4 separate regions of the Zea mays genome follow, and all the other regions are linked to region 1. The links are chromatin contacts, called in public Hi-C maps. All regions are on one chromosome and are shown on one strand. Each heading gives the region's core, a stretch centred on a gene start, on an enhancer-like site or on the middle of the called end of the contact. The rest is flanking DNA. Distances are from core to core; before and after follow the strand shown. Region 1 holds the start of LOC103635582 (cytosolic endo-beta-N-acetylglucosaminidase 1). Region 2 holds the start of LOC100277784. Region 3 holds the start of LOC100192800. Region 4 holds the start of LOC100194348 (putative oxidoreductase, aldo/keto reductase family protein).

Region 1 (3,046 bases), core at 503-3,002:
ATTCTTTGTGATATAATATAGCATAAGTGGTCATTCTAGCCACCAGCTCTCCTCAATGACAAGTGGTCTAAATGCTCAAACAACATCGACTGTAGCTGTATGTATACCACTAACAAGCAAAGAACAATGAAATGGTGTCTCTCTATATCTATTTATTTTATGTTATTGTCCTGCTATTCACTCATCGATATCATGTGCGCTTGTATTAAATTATGAGTCTTCGCTTAATATTTCCGCTCTCGTTCGTTTTCGTACACCCTTTATCCCGCTCTTGTTTCCATTTTCGATGATAAAATGCGGGAACAGAAATGGAAGAGGTTTTGCATCCATTTTTATTCCTACTCCTAGGGACTCTGTCCTCGTTCAACCCATCGACAACTCATGAAAATTGATCACTATTATGTCGCTTTTCAATTTTGGTTCAGCCCATCGACAAAGAGTATTTGCTTTTACGCCCCGTTTATTGGAATTGAACTCCATTCTAATAATAGTAATTTAGAAATATATCAATTAAGCTAATTTAGTTTTATACAAAATATATTTGTATACTATTATTAGCAAAATGTCGGAGATATTTATGTGTTACATTTTTACTATAGAGGAGTGAGTCGACGAGTGTCTTGTAAGTTACAGAGTAGAAACAAATTCTACTTATCCATAAAATCATTTCCCATCCTGCATCCCATGAATTTGAGATATACTTATATCTGAACTTTGGAAGTGGTGGAATGTTAAATTCCAAGCTAGATAGGTTACTTTATTAGGTGAATTCCAATTTCTCTAAAATGAAGGGATGCAAACACCTTATTATAGAAAATCGAAATCAGAATTTTAGTTGCTAGTAAGACTCATATGTTCACCAGAATACAGACCCTTCGACGAATTAGGTCAAAAGGCTAAGACTCATAATAAATTCGTAAATAAAAATGGTAAAAAGGAGCGATTTTAGAGTCTGTTTGGTTTGTTGCCTCACTTGCCACAATTTATCACGTTTAAGGTTAGATAAGTTTGACCGAGTTTGACATGTGTTTGGTTTATAGCCACAATTATGACAAGATTTTTCTTCTACCGCGTTAGCGCCTAACCTTAGATTGATGTGGCAAAAAATATTTGGTAATTTTTGGCGCTTTAGGCCTTGTTTGGGAGAGCTACACTTCAAGAATTTCTAGTTTATTTCAGCTTCTTCTATCAAACATGTTCATCTCCATGAGCGTTAGCTTAAAAAAACTGAAACTAGAGGCAAGTTTCATGAAATTTTTAAAGCTCCCCAAATGACGCTTCAAAAACACTATTTTTTATACCTCCTCATAAAGTTGCACAAAAAATACCCATCATGCTATTGGTTACATGACCTAGTGATTCATGTCTCTTCCTCCACTCTCTAAACATCAAGGGTAATTAAGAAAATTCACACAAATTAATTGTATTACAGAAGCTGGAGTCTACGTACAAGCCAAACACTCTTGAAACCCGCTTTACCAATCTGTTGAGATTGTTTTATGTTGAAGCTAGGAAACTGAAGCTACAATTCTTGAAGTGAAATCTTCCCAAATAGAGCCTTAAAGTATACCACCAAACAGCTCCTTAGTCCACCATAATAGGTCCGGCCCAAAGAAATGGTTTGAAAGCCCAATTGAGAAGGAAAAAAAGGAATTCCAACAAAAATTCAAATCCCAGGCTGCGGGCTGTCAGCTGGCCCAAGAGTCAGCAGAAGTCAACGATATGCCCACGGGCGGCCACACGATCACACGCTGCCACTTGCCCACTTCCAGGCTTCCAGCTCCAGCTGCGGAATTACTGCCTTCCCTTTCCCTTTGCCCGCACTCAAGGGAGCGAGGTACCATCAACGCCGGGCCGGCGCATGCCCGTCTCTCCGCGCCGCCACCTCCGCCGTATTGCCCGTCGTGTCCGAGCCATGCTTCCCTTCGCCGCGGAGCCGGAGGTGTCCGACGGAGACGCTGCCGCGGGCGCCGACCGCCGCGCGTGGGAGCCGCCCTTCGACGCGTCCTCGCCCGCGCCGCCCATGTCCTACCCGATCACGGGCCTCGCCGCGCTCGCCTCTCGCGCTTACCTGTCCGCCGAAGCCAACTTCCACCTCCCCTTCAACAGGGCTTCCGTTCCCGCGCCAGCCTCGCCGCTCCCGCAGCGCCGCCGCGTCCTCGTCTGCCACGACATGGAAGGCGGATACCGCAACGACGCGGCACCGCAGGGCGGGGACAAGCCGGACGCCTACGCGCTCTGGCACTGGCACCTCGTCGACGTCTTCGTCTACTTCTCGCACTACCTCGTCACGCTCCCGCCACCCTGCTGGATCAACGCCGCCCACCTTCACGGCGTCAAGGTTTTGGAATTGTTTCTACTCCGTTTGCTTCGGCTCTTGACTCACTCAGCTCAACTGAACTTGCTTTTATCTCTCTTATCTTTGTACCAAGGTTTTAGGGACGTTCATCGCGGAGTGGGATGAGGGCGTGAAGATTTGCAAGGAGATGCTCGCGACCGAGGCTTCTGCACAGATGTATGCGGAAAGGCTCACAGAGCTGGCTCATACCTTGGGATTTGATGGTTGGCTGGTAATTTCTGTTATGCCATCTTGTGATTGCTGGATACATGCCTGCTGCTAAATGCTAATATTGAATCGTCTTTCAGATTAACATTGAGGTCAATCTTGACGTTCACTTCATCGATAACCTGAAAGAGTTCGTCAAGCATCTAACCATGACAATGCACGATGCAGTTCCTGGCTCTTTAGTCATATGGTGGTGTTTATTTTTCCTACTGTGTTGTATTGTAACTATGAAAATCACAGGCTGTAGTTATCATTTATGAAGCTTGGTTGATGATGCTTGTTGGCTTTTACTTGCCTCTGCAGGTATGACGCAATCACTGTGAATGGTGACCTTGATTGGCAGGATAAGCTCAACAAGTACAATAAGCCATTCTTTGATGTATGTGATGGGCTATTTTCTAACTATACATGGAAGGTAGTCCTCTCTTGTTATTTTATTTTCCCTGCAACTCTGTGGAGTCACTTAAAATTGTAAGTAAT
Region 2 (2,985 bases), core at 225-2,724, 150 kb before region 1:
TCTCTCATCGCATTCTTTTACGACCATGTCACATATTTAGAGCCACATAGCCCCCCCCCCCCCCCCCCCCCCCCAAAAAAAAGGAATGTTGGGATCATGTAAAGTCCTTGAAGTGAACAGTTACTAATGGAAGAAATTCACTAGATCTCTCCATGTCTGCTGAGTTATATGCCTTTTCTCTATCTTTGATGCAAGGTGACCTCGCACACTGCAAATCAAGCAGGTCTATGTAAACAATCCGAAGCAAGACCTTGGACTTTCAGGGAGTATTTGGTTTGAAAAAACAATTCATTTTAAATGAGATGGTGTATCATGACTCATGAGTTCATCCTCATATATTATTACTAATTCTATTTCACAAATCAAACAATAATCATATTATTACTAGTTCTATTCCACAAATCAAACAATGATAGACTGCCCGTTCCTCAAACCAAGCAAGCTGTTAGTTTTTTTTTTTGATAGAGATGACTTTTATGTTGTGTGATGCATTTCTTTTACTCGAGCAATCGAGCTCAACTAGACAAATGGGCACGTGCTGTTGACAAAACGAAACAAGCTGGCCAATTTCACATCAAGGCCGCCGCGATTGAGATGGTATGCCTTGTTTCTCTGTCCTGTTAATCGCCGAGATCGGACGGCTCGAGAAAAACAAAATGGATGGGCTAGGAGCTGCGTCCAAATAAATTGAGGCACTGTAGATTCTAGTTTATCATGTAGAACCGCTTTTGAAAAGGGATCATGAAATTGTAAATGCACGTACCACCGTTTTGAAAAAAGCATGGATTTCTGAATTAAAATCCATGCGTTTCATCGTTTGCCTGGCATATTTATTCCAACGAATTACACACAGTTTTCACTCCAAGGCACAAAGCCTCTCCTTTTGGAGTACCTCCTGCACCCATCCATCCATTACATTACATTACAGATGACCACAGTAAAAAAAGATGAAGAATTTATGTACACTTACACGCAGCTACTTAGAGGCTAATATTCACAATTACTCAGCATCATCCTCATACTACGTATACCACACGCTCCATCTGCTACGTGAGGCCATGAGCAAACAAACCTTCGCTTGCTTTTCTTTTTTTGCCTCACGGGCGGCTAGCTTCACTTCACGATCGAGTCACGGGTCCGGGGAGACCGGGCGCCGGCGGTGCGACGGGCACCTCATCGGAGAGCGTCGTCGCGCCACGCCGGCTGCACCGGAGCTGGCCGTCGACGTAGTCGTCTGGGATGTCAACAGGTCGCTCGACGTCACCTGCTGGTACCGGGCGGAGTCGGCGCCGCCCGGGAGACGGAAGTAGGACGTCGGCGAGGAGGGCTCGTCGAAGAAGAGGTCGCCGAGGGAGACCCGCCCTTCCTCCTTCCTGTACCGCACGACGGCCCTGTAGATGAACGGGATGAGGCCTTCCATGGCAGGACAAGTCCACGGGCGCGCGCAGCTGGGATTGGGAGACGGGAAGACGATGGAGGGAGAGAGGTGGTGGGCTTTAAAAGGGGAGACAGAGATGCATGACTTGGACACTTGGGGAATGGATAGAGATGGAGACCAAATGGAGTGGTTTGGTTTCTAACTGTACTATCTAATAATATATGTCCTGATAATTAAGATGGTGCTAATGGGATGTTAGAATTCTTGTAACTGTTCTTAGTTGTGGTGCCTGGCTCGTTGTTGTAGGGTTCCAGCTAGGTCCATCCAGGGAGGAGACTTGAACGCAAGGGACGCTCAGTCGTAGAAGGCGAGTTTTACAAGTGGACAGCGACGCGCGGTGGAGTTTCAGTGCAGGGATGTCTTTTTTTCTGAAATTCAACTCTCGGAAGCATACGGCTCACCTACCTGCTGCAAAAGAAAGGGAACCCCAAATGCCGGAATTCGCCGAGCCGACAATGATTGGTTATCCCCACCGCCACCGGAATTCTTTAGGCCTTCCCGGTGGCGTAATCCGTTGGAAATCCCAGCGCCAGCACGGAAGATCCCGGTCCTTCTCGCGTCAGTCCAGCCGACTCTGTCCATCCAGACGTACGCGACGACTTGTCGAGCACTCACTCACTCATTCAGGCGTACCAGAGATGATTAGAGAAAAGGATTATACTGCAGCTCGTGTGGCTGCTGTAGTAACTCGAGCGTGGCTTCGAGATTGACGGTTCCGTTTTTTTTATCTGATCATGCGGGACACGATGGGAGATGCCTGGCGGGCAGGCAGCAGTTCACACCGGCCAGGTCATCTGATGGCAGTCTGCTGGTCGTCGGAGTGCTGTTTATTTATACTATTATGCCTGGTCAGATGCAGGTCATGGTATTGTTTAACAGACATATAGTTTGGATAGGCAGTTTGGCACTGATGTGCGAGTCTCAACTAAAAAGGGTTCAGTTTGGGATCGAAAGATAGGTGTATATATGTCCTCCAGTCCAACAACATAGGTGTAGTAGTGTCAGTCAGTGGCAGCCTGTGAGTGCTCACGTACAGTAGGCTCCAGTTATTAGGCAGCAGGGCCTAGAGTCAGTCAGCCAGCACCTCCACAGCTGGACAGGTAATGGCACTAGAGATGTGGATGCCCCATCCTTGTTACCATAGAGTTCCCATCACGGTTTACAAAACCGTTCTAAGATAAAAACCGTCCATCCCCCACCGGTAACGGTTTACCAACAGTAAACCGGTAAAAACCGACCGGTTTGACCAATTCAAATCAATTTGAATTTGAACCGGTTTACCGGTGAAAAACCGGTGAAAAACCGCTCTAAACCGCCGGTTAATCGCGAAACTAACCGGTTTTTGCTGTTTTTATAGAAAAAAACGAAAAATTTTGACAAGATTTATTTGTAGTTTGCTCAATTCACATTGCACAGTAAATATTAATTAATCTACACGACATGTATTCACCAAAATAACATATAACATACCTATGCAACCACAAACTCCAGTTCTCATGCAACAAACAATCAACGAACTTCGCATTACTCAAATACAAGTTCTTTTA
Region 3 (2,944 bases), core at 89-2,588, 230 kb before region 1:
GCATGCGTGGCCTGAGACCACCGCGTCAGCCCAGAAATCCAGGATATTTTATAGAGAGAGAAAAACTTTTTAACCTCTCGTACATAAAGATGAAAAACGCATATAAAACGCATGCAGGTTTCTGGTGTGTTCAGCAAACGGGCGAGTGACTCCAAATTCTAAACGCGACGCTGTGCCTGTGCGTGCGTGTTACAGGGACATGGACGGACAGCGAGGGATCGGGCACTGGTATATACTAGTATACGTTATCGCGATTCGCGATACTGTGCAGGTGGCACGCACGAGCGGTCAACAAATGTGTGATCGAGCCCGAGCACGATGGATCTATCTATCGCACTGGTTTTTTTTTGCATTGCTCTGCCTCCGTGTAAAGAAAGATGTGGCGCACGCGACAAACGTCTTTGACAGCCTGATCTGTCTGATGGTGGTAGGTGGAATCTGCGCTCACAGCCAGAAGGTGACAGCGCCAAAAGCCAGGGAATCCACGCGGGCCGCGCCGCGGCATTTTGGCGCAGCTCTGATCTGCTCACCACGGCGCGGCGCGGCGCGGCGCGACGCGACAGACAGCTCACAGGAGTTTCGTCGCACTGGAACACTTGGCCGCAGCAGCGGGATGCGCGGCCAGCTGGCGATTACTGTCCCATCACCATCAGGGCCTCAGGGGTCTCCGGTTCAGTGCATAGTAGAGCCCGAGACCACACAGACCAGAGAGTCAGACGGAAGAAAGGCCGTTCAACGTTCTCCCAAAGTCTGTAGCTAGCTAGTAGAAAACTTCGCTGACTCTGATGCCACAGGATATCTGCACCGTGCGCGCAAATGTGCATCACCATCATAAATTCATCCCGCGTTGGTTCAAGCCTTCCGGCACACAGTTGACCGTCCACTGTTAACAGGAGTACGTATAAGGCTAGCGAACGGGACAGGAGCCCGTCACAAATGTCTCGCGAAGAAGCAAACGCCAAAAAACGTCATGGCTCGGGTCGGGTTGCAGCCAGCCAGCCAGCCCCACTGTACCAAAAGTCCAGCACATCTTCTCATAAAAAATACTAACAGAGAAGTTTCAGCATAATAGTAGCTTCAAAAGCTCATCATTGTACAGAAGCCCAAAGGTCACACAGCCCACTAGGTCGACCCGGCAAATGGCCGGAAACGCGATCGGCCCACTAAAACCGACCCGGCCTAGCGGCGGCGGCCCACTCCAGTACGCGTACGCCACCACGCGCACGCCACCCTCCAACCCAAGCAATCAGGCGCCGCGCAGAGGTAGTAAGGCAAGGAACGCGGGGCCGCGGCACACGCAAAATTCCCCATCCCCCAAGGAAGCCACGCCCTCGCGCACCAGCGCGACCGGACCACACCGGCACCGCCCGTCTGACCGACGCAACCCAGCCGTCCAGACGCGCCGCCGACCGTCCTTCCACCACCACGCCCGCGCCGTCGCACGCTCCCTAGGGTTCCGCAGGGCCGGGGATCGCCGGAGATGGACTGGAGCGCGGTGACGGCGGAGGACTTGGTGGACGCGCTGCGGGAGGTGGACTGGTCCATGCCGCCGCGGCCTGTCCCGGAGTTCTTCTCCCGCTTCACCGTCCCACGCTCCTACTCCAAGTGGACCAGCCGCCTCAAGTGCAACCTCTACTAGTACGATCCGCCTCCTCTCTCCCTTGACCCCCTCACCGACTCAAGTGCCTAATTGCCTACTGTACCTTTCACTGTCCCCGTCTCGTGCTAATCCACGATCTGCCCAGGACTCGCTTACTGTATTCAATTTGAAGGGTTTCGGTATGATTTTCTGTCATCGATCCATGGATTGGCCACTTCGATTTGGATTTGTGGGCATCTAGTGTCGATTCTGCTGGATCAGGCGCATATTTCAGCCCTTGTTTCATTCTCATGGTTCACATACTGGCATATAATGTCAAGCCTAAGAAAATGTACGCTGCTCATAAGTGTAAGCATTATATTTAGTCCCAGAAAGTCAGGTCGTGGTTAAATGAGTTGCACAGGAGGACACGGTCTGGCTGTGGGTTAGCCGTTTTTAAAATTTTGATTGATGAATTGGTAGTTTCATGATACGGATCATCAGACTGAGTACTCAGTAGCCATCTGTATAGAATTCTGCAGCCTCAGATTGTCTACTGGCTTACATATGCTAGATTAGGGCCCTGTTTGTTTCGGCTTCTGGCAGCCAAACGCGTCGCTTCTCAGCCCGCTTATGTGAGAACCGATTCTTTGAAAATCGCCCAAATCAACGTGAATGCAAAATAAACCGAGTCGACAGGAGGAATCTGCCGCTTCCTAAACCCTAAACTGTACAAACCCCTTTATCTTCCTCCACACCTATGTCCCGGGATATCCGGATTCTTGGGACGTCTAGATTATCTAGGAATTCAGATTATCAGAAAAGTTGTCCCAAACAGGCCCTAGGATATGTTGGAATAAGCTTAATTCTTCCAGATATTTACATATGTTGAGTGGCTTACTCTTGGGGCAAGAAATTTGTGTATGTGCATATAAATTATGCACAAAAGTGTCAGTAACTCGGTATCAATGTTTTAAGGCGTCGCCTAGGCGTCTAGGCGCCCAAAAATCCTAGGCGCCTAGCGCCTTGCTCGCCTAGGCGTCGGCTAGGCATCCAGGCGGCGGTCCAACGCCTTGTCTTGCCTTATGCTTTAAGAACCATGGTCAGTATTAGAGCTTTAACTTTGTGTAGGTCATGTAAAGCATGATACACAAGATTTTTTTTCTTTTTGTTACTCTAGATCTAGACGCATTCAGCTTAGAGAGACGTATAGCGCACTAGCCAACTTAGAAGGTCGCATAGTTTTCATTACTTTGTGTTGAGAATTAATTTATTGATTTTGATTTGCAGCTACAGGACAAACTATTTCATCTTGATCATGTTCATCCTTGGTAAGGGACATAATACATAAGCTTTCTTTTCCTC
Region 4 (2,828 bases), core at 32-2,531, 210 kb before region 1:
GTTAGGGTCTGTTTGGTTCGCTACCTAACTTGCCACACTTTGCCTAACTTTTCTGCTTAAGGTTAGTTCTTCAATTCGAACGACTAAACTTAGGCAAAGTGTGACGCAGTTAGCCATGAACCAAACAGGCTCTTATTCTTGTTTCCTCGAAGATTTGGAAGCATAAGAATGTATGTGTGTTTGAGGGGACTAGTCCTGGTTCTGCTGTGCTGAGGTAGAGGAGAGCAGCTTGTGGTATGGTAATAGCACTCCATAAACTGCTCATCAGATGGTGGTTTTGGGCACTTGGTGGTCGTGTAGTGGCAGTTTTCTTTGTGTGGGGGCGCGTTTGTAAGAATAGAGGTCAGCTCCTCCAATGTGTTTGTTCCCTTTTCTTCCTTAATGAAATGACACCTAGGTCTACTGCGTTGTTTGAGAAAAGAGAACAAAGGCTAAGATAAAATAGCATCATTGTTATAGTAACCAAATAATTAGCATCGAGTCATATTCATTTGAGCTGAAACAATAAGGTGATGATGTTGTAAAACTAAACTAAGTCAACATAATATCAGTTACAAATCATGTTGAGTAACTACTACCTCCTCCTCATTGTTGTATGCTGCTGCACAGTCAATATGCCGATACCCAGCCTGTCATAAAACCAACAACAATTTTAGACTGGGATTTTGGTCGAAAAAAAAATTTTAGACTGGGATCCAAGAGATGCAAACAATCCGATGGCAGACCCATGACTTGAGAACACATTTTGAAACAGGAAAAAAGAATCTTCTACCATATTTAAATTAACATTACGATCCAATGGATCATATGAACACTTCGAGGACAAGCCAAAACAGTTCATTCGTAATGGCTAGCTAGGTTATCTGAGGCAACTGCATAACGGAGATTTCCAATTGCAATAAGACCTTACAATCTACAGGATACATGCAAGCTTCGAAAGAAACCGGTAAATCAGATTGTTAACACATAATACAGGCAAGCTTCGAAAGAAAATTTTCGACTGAAAGGGAAAGCAGGAGGGGATCAGACAGAGCAGAGAAAAAAAAAAAAAAGACCTTGACAGCAGCGTAGATGGCGTCGTTGGCAGCGTCAGGTTGTATTTGCCATACGCCAAGCCCAACCGATGGGATCCTCGAGCCGGTACTGAGAACAAAGGATTCAGCCATCTTTAATCAGGGAAACCCGGGAAGATTGGAGAGAAAGCAGAGAAATAGCTATCGGAGAAGAAGCAAGGTTGGGTGGCAGGGTGGGATTGGGGACTGGGCTTGCTCCACCACCTACTACAACAGCAGCAGCACGTCACCGCATCACTCGCTGGCAAATTAGTTAGGCTGAATACAGACCATACATCACGCTAGCTACCAGTACCAACCACACCTCACGTTATCGACTATCGTCCATCATTATTTACCACAACATTAGTACATCCTCGTTAATTAGAGAGTTTCTTGAGATGTCTCCAAGAAATAGGTAAAAAAAAGACGGACTCTTCGCGAAAAGCCGCTCTCTACACAATCTTATTATATCTATACTGTAGTTATGATTTACAGGCTCTAGATTGTATCATTGCAGTTTCTTACAAGTAATTGTTTCTTGTATATAGAAAACCGAGCCAGAAATCTTTAGATCGTACATGTCCTCGGTGTGTCGTTTTTATTGTCCCTTTATGGCCACGCGACTATGATGCTTCAGTCCTACTCCCTTCGTTTTGTTTTAGTTATTACTGGATAGTGCAAAATTGAATTATCCAGCGACAACTAAAAAGAAATGGTGGAAGTTACTCCTAACAGGCTAACAACGTCGTACTTTATCTCTTCTCCGTCAAGTTCCAAACCTTTCTTTGTATGTGTTGAGTGCTGCCGTCGCTCGTCGTCCTCGGGCCTCGGCAGTCGACCGCATGTATAGGTGTACATTTGGGCCGGGTCTGATGGGCCGGCCCGAAGCACGGAAAAAAAGCACGGCCCAGGCACGGCACGACTCGAAATAATTTAGTGTCGGGCCGGCACGACCCGTTATATCGGGCCGGGTTTGGGCCGAGGTCACGGCACATGGGCGGACACGAGCACGGCCCGTTTAAGGCATGCACGAAATGGTCCAAATAGAGACACGTAAAAGCCCATATATTTATTAAAACACACTTCATTCCACACTTTCATATACTTAATAAAGAACACAAAGCTAGAGATAATGCTAGTTAGATGTTTTTTGTAGCTTTGAATTAGAGTGTGTGATGTAATTTTGCTTTTGTTATGAACATTAGACAATGAACTAAACTTACGAACTTTGTATAGAGCTGGTTATACTCTTTTTCCTTCTAACAAAATAATTTATAAACGAGGTAGTCATTGCATAGCTGTGGTAACTTTAATTAATACAAATATTAAGTTTGATTTTGTTCAAATTTATTTGTCTTATCTTTTATTTGTTTTATTATTTTTTTGAATTTAGGGCTCTAATGTGAATTTCGGGCAAAAAACTGAATTTCGGGCCCTAATGTGAATTTCGGGCCAAAAATTGAATTTCGGGCTTTTATAATTTCGGGCCGCCCGAAATGAGCCCGACACGTTTAAGCAATTACGGGCCGGGCCGTGGGCCAAGGGCTAGGCCCATGGGCCGGCCCGGCACGACCCAAAATTCAAACGGGTCGGACCGACCCGAAATTCAAACAATACGGGCCTTTTCGGGCTTGGGCCGGGCCGGGCCGGGCGGCCCGAATATACACCTATAGCCGCATGCTGGCAAACACCCTGATGCTATTCAAACATGCTCTAATTTTTTTTCTTCTTCGCTTCTTATTTTGATTTGATTTTGCTCAATCGTAATGGTAG

What was found. A called contact is a pair of places that touch in the nucleus more often than the background predicts.
Region 2: a contact with region 1 is called in a Hi-C map of bundle sheath, with 2.1 times the contacts expected there. The contact joins the promoter of LOC100277784 here to the promoter of LOC103635582 in region 1. A contact is called at or near these places in 4 of 25 Hi-C or Micro-C datasets (bundle sheath, ear, leaf and 1 more).
Region 3: a contact with region 1 is called in a Hi-C map of leaf, with 4 times the contacts expected there. The contact joins the promoter of LOC100192800 here to the promoter of LOC103635582 in region 1. A contact is called at or near these places in 8 of 25 Hi-C or Micro-C datasets (bundle sheath, ear, endosperm and 2 more).
Region 4: a contact with region 1 is called in a Hi-C map of ear, with 4 times the contacts expected there. The contact joins the promoter of LOC100194348 here to the promoter of LOC103635582 in region 1. A contact is called at or near these places in 6 of 25 Hi-C or Micro-C datasets (bundle sheath, ear, leaf and 1 more).

What each region holds. Positions count from the first base shown.
Region 1 is chr8:97,153,312-97,156,357 of Zm-B73-REFERENCE-NAM-5.0, reverse strand. It overlaps LOC103635582 (cytosolic endo-beta-N-acetylglucosaminidase 1), which reads left to right and starts at 1,752. Exons shown (of 11, transcript XM_008657996.2): 1 at 1,752-2,341; 2 at 2,433-2,570; 3 at 2,647-2,756; 4 at 2,870-2,981. The coding sequence starts at 1,862.
Region 2 is chr8:97,305,670-97,308,654 of Zm-B73-REFERENCE-NAM-5.0, reverse strand. It overlaps LOC100277784, which reads right to left and starts at 1,474. Exons shown (of 1, transcript NM_001151265.2): 1 at 774-1,474. The coding sequence starts at 1,420. The coding sequence ends at 1,130. LOC100276424 (CASP-like protein 5B2) reads left to right here. Exons shown (of 3, transcript NM_001150221.3): 3 at 1-143.
Region 3 is chr8:97,382,293-97,385,236 of Zm-B73-REFERENCE-NAM-5.0, reverse strand. It overlaps LOC100192800, which reads left to right and starts at 1,338. Exons shown (of 8, transcript NM_001358559.1): 1 at 1,338-1,638; 2 at 2,870-2,910. The coding sequence starts at 1,481.
Region 4 is chr8:97,363,135-97,365,962 of Zm-B73-REFERENCE-NAM-5.0, reverse strand. LOC100194348 (putative oxidoreductase, aldo/keto reductase family protein) reads right to left here and starts at 1,281. Exons shown (of 7, transcript NM_001139383.1): 1 at 1,056-1,281; 2 at 579-629. The coding sequence starts at 1,166.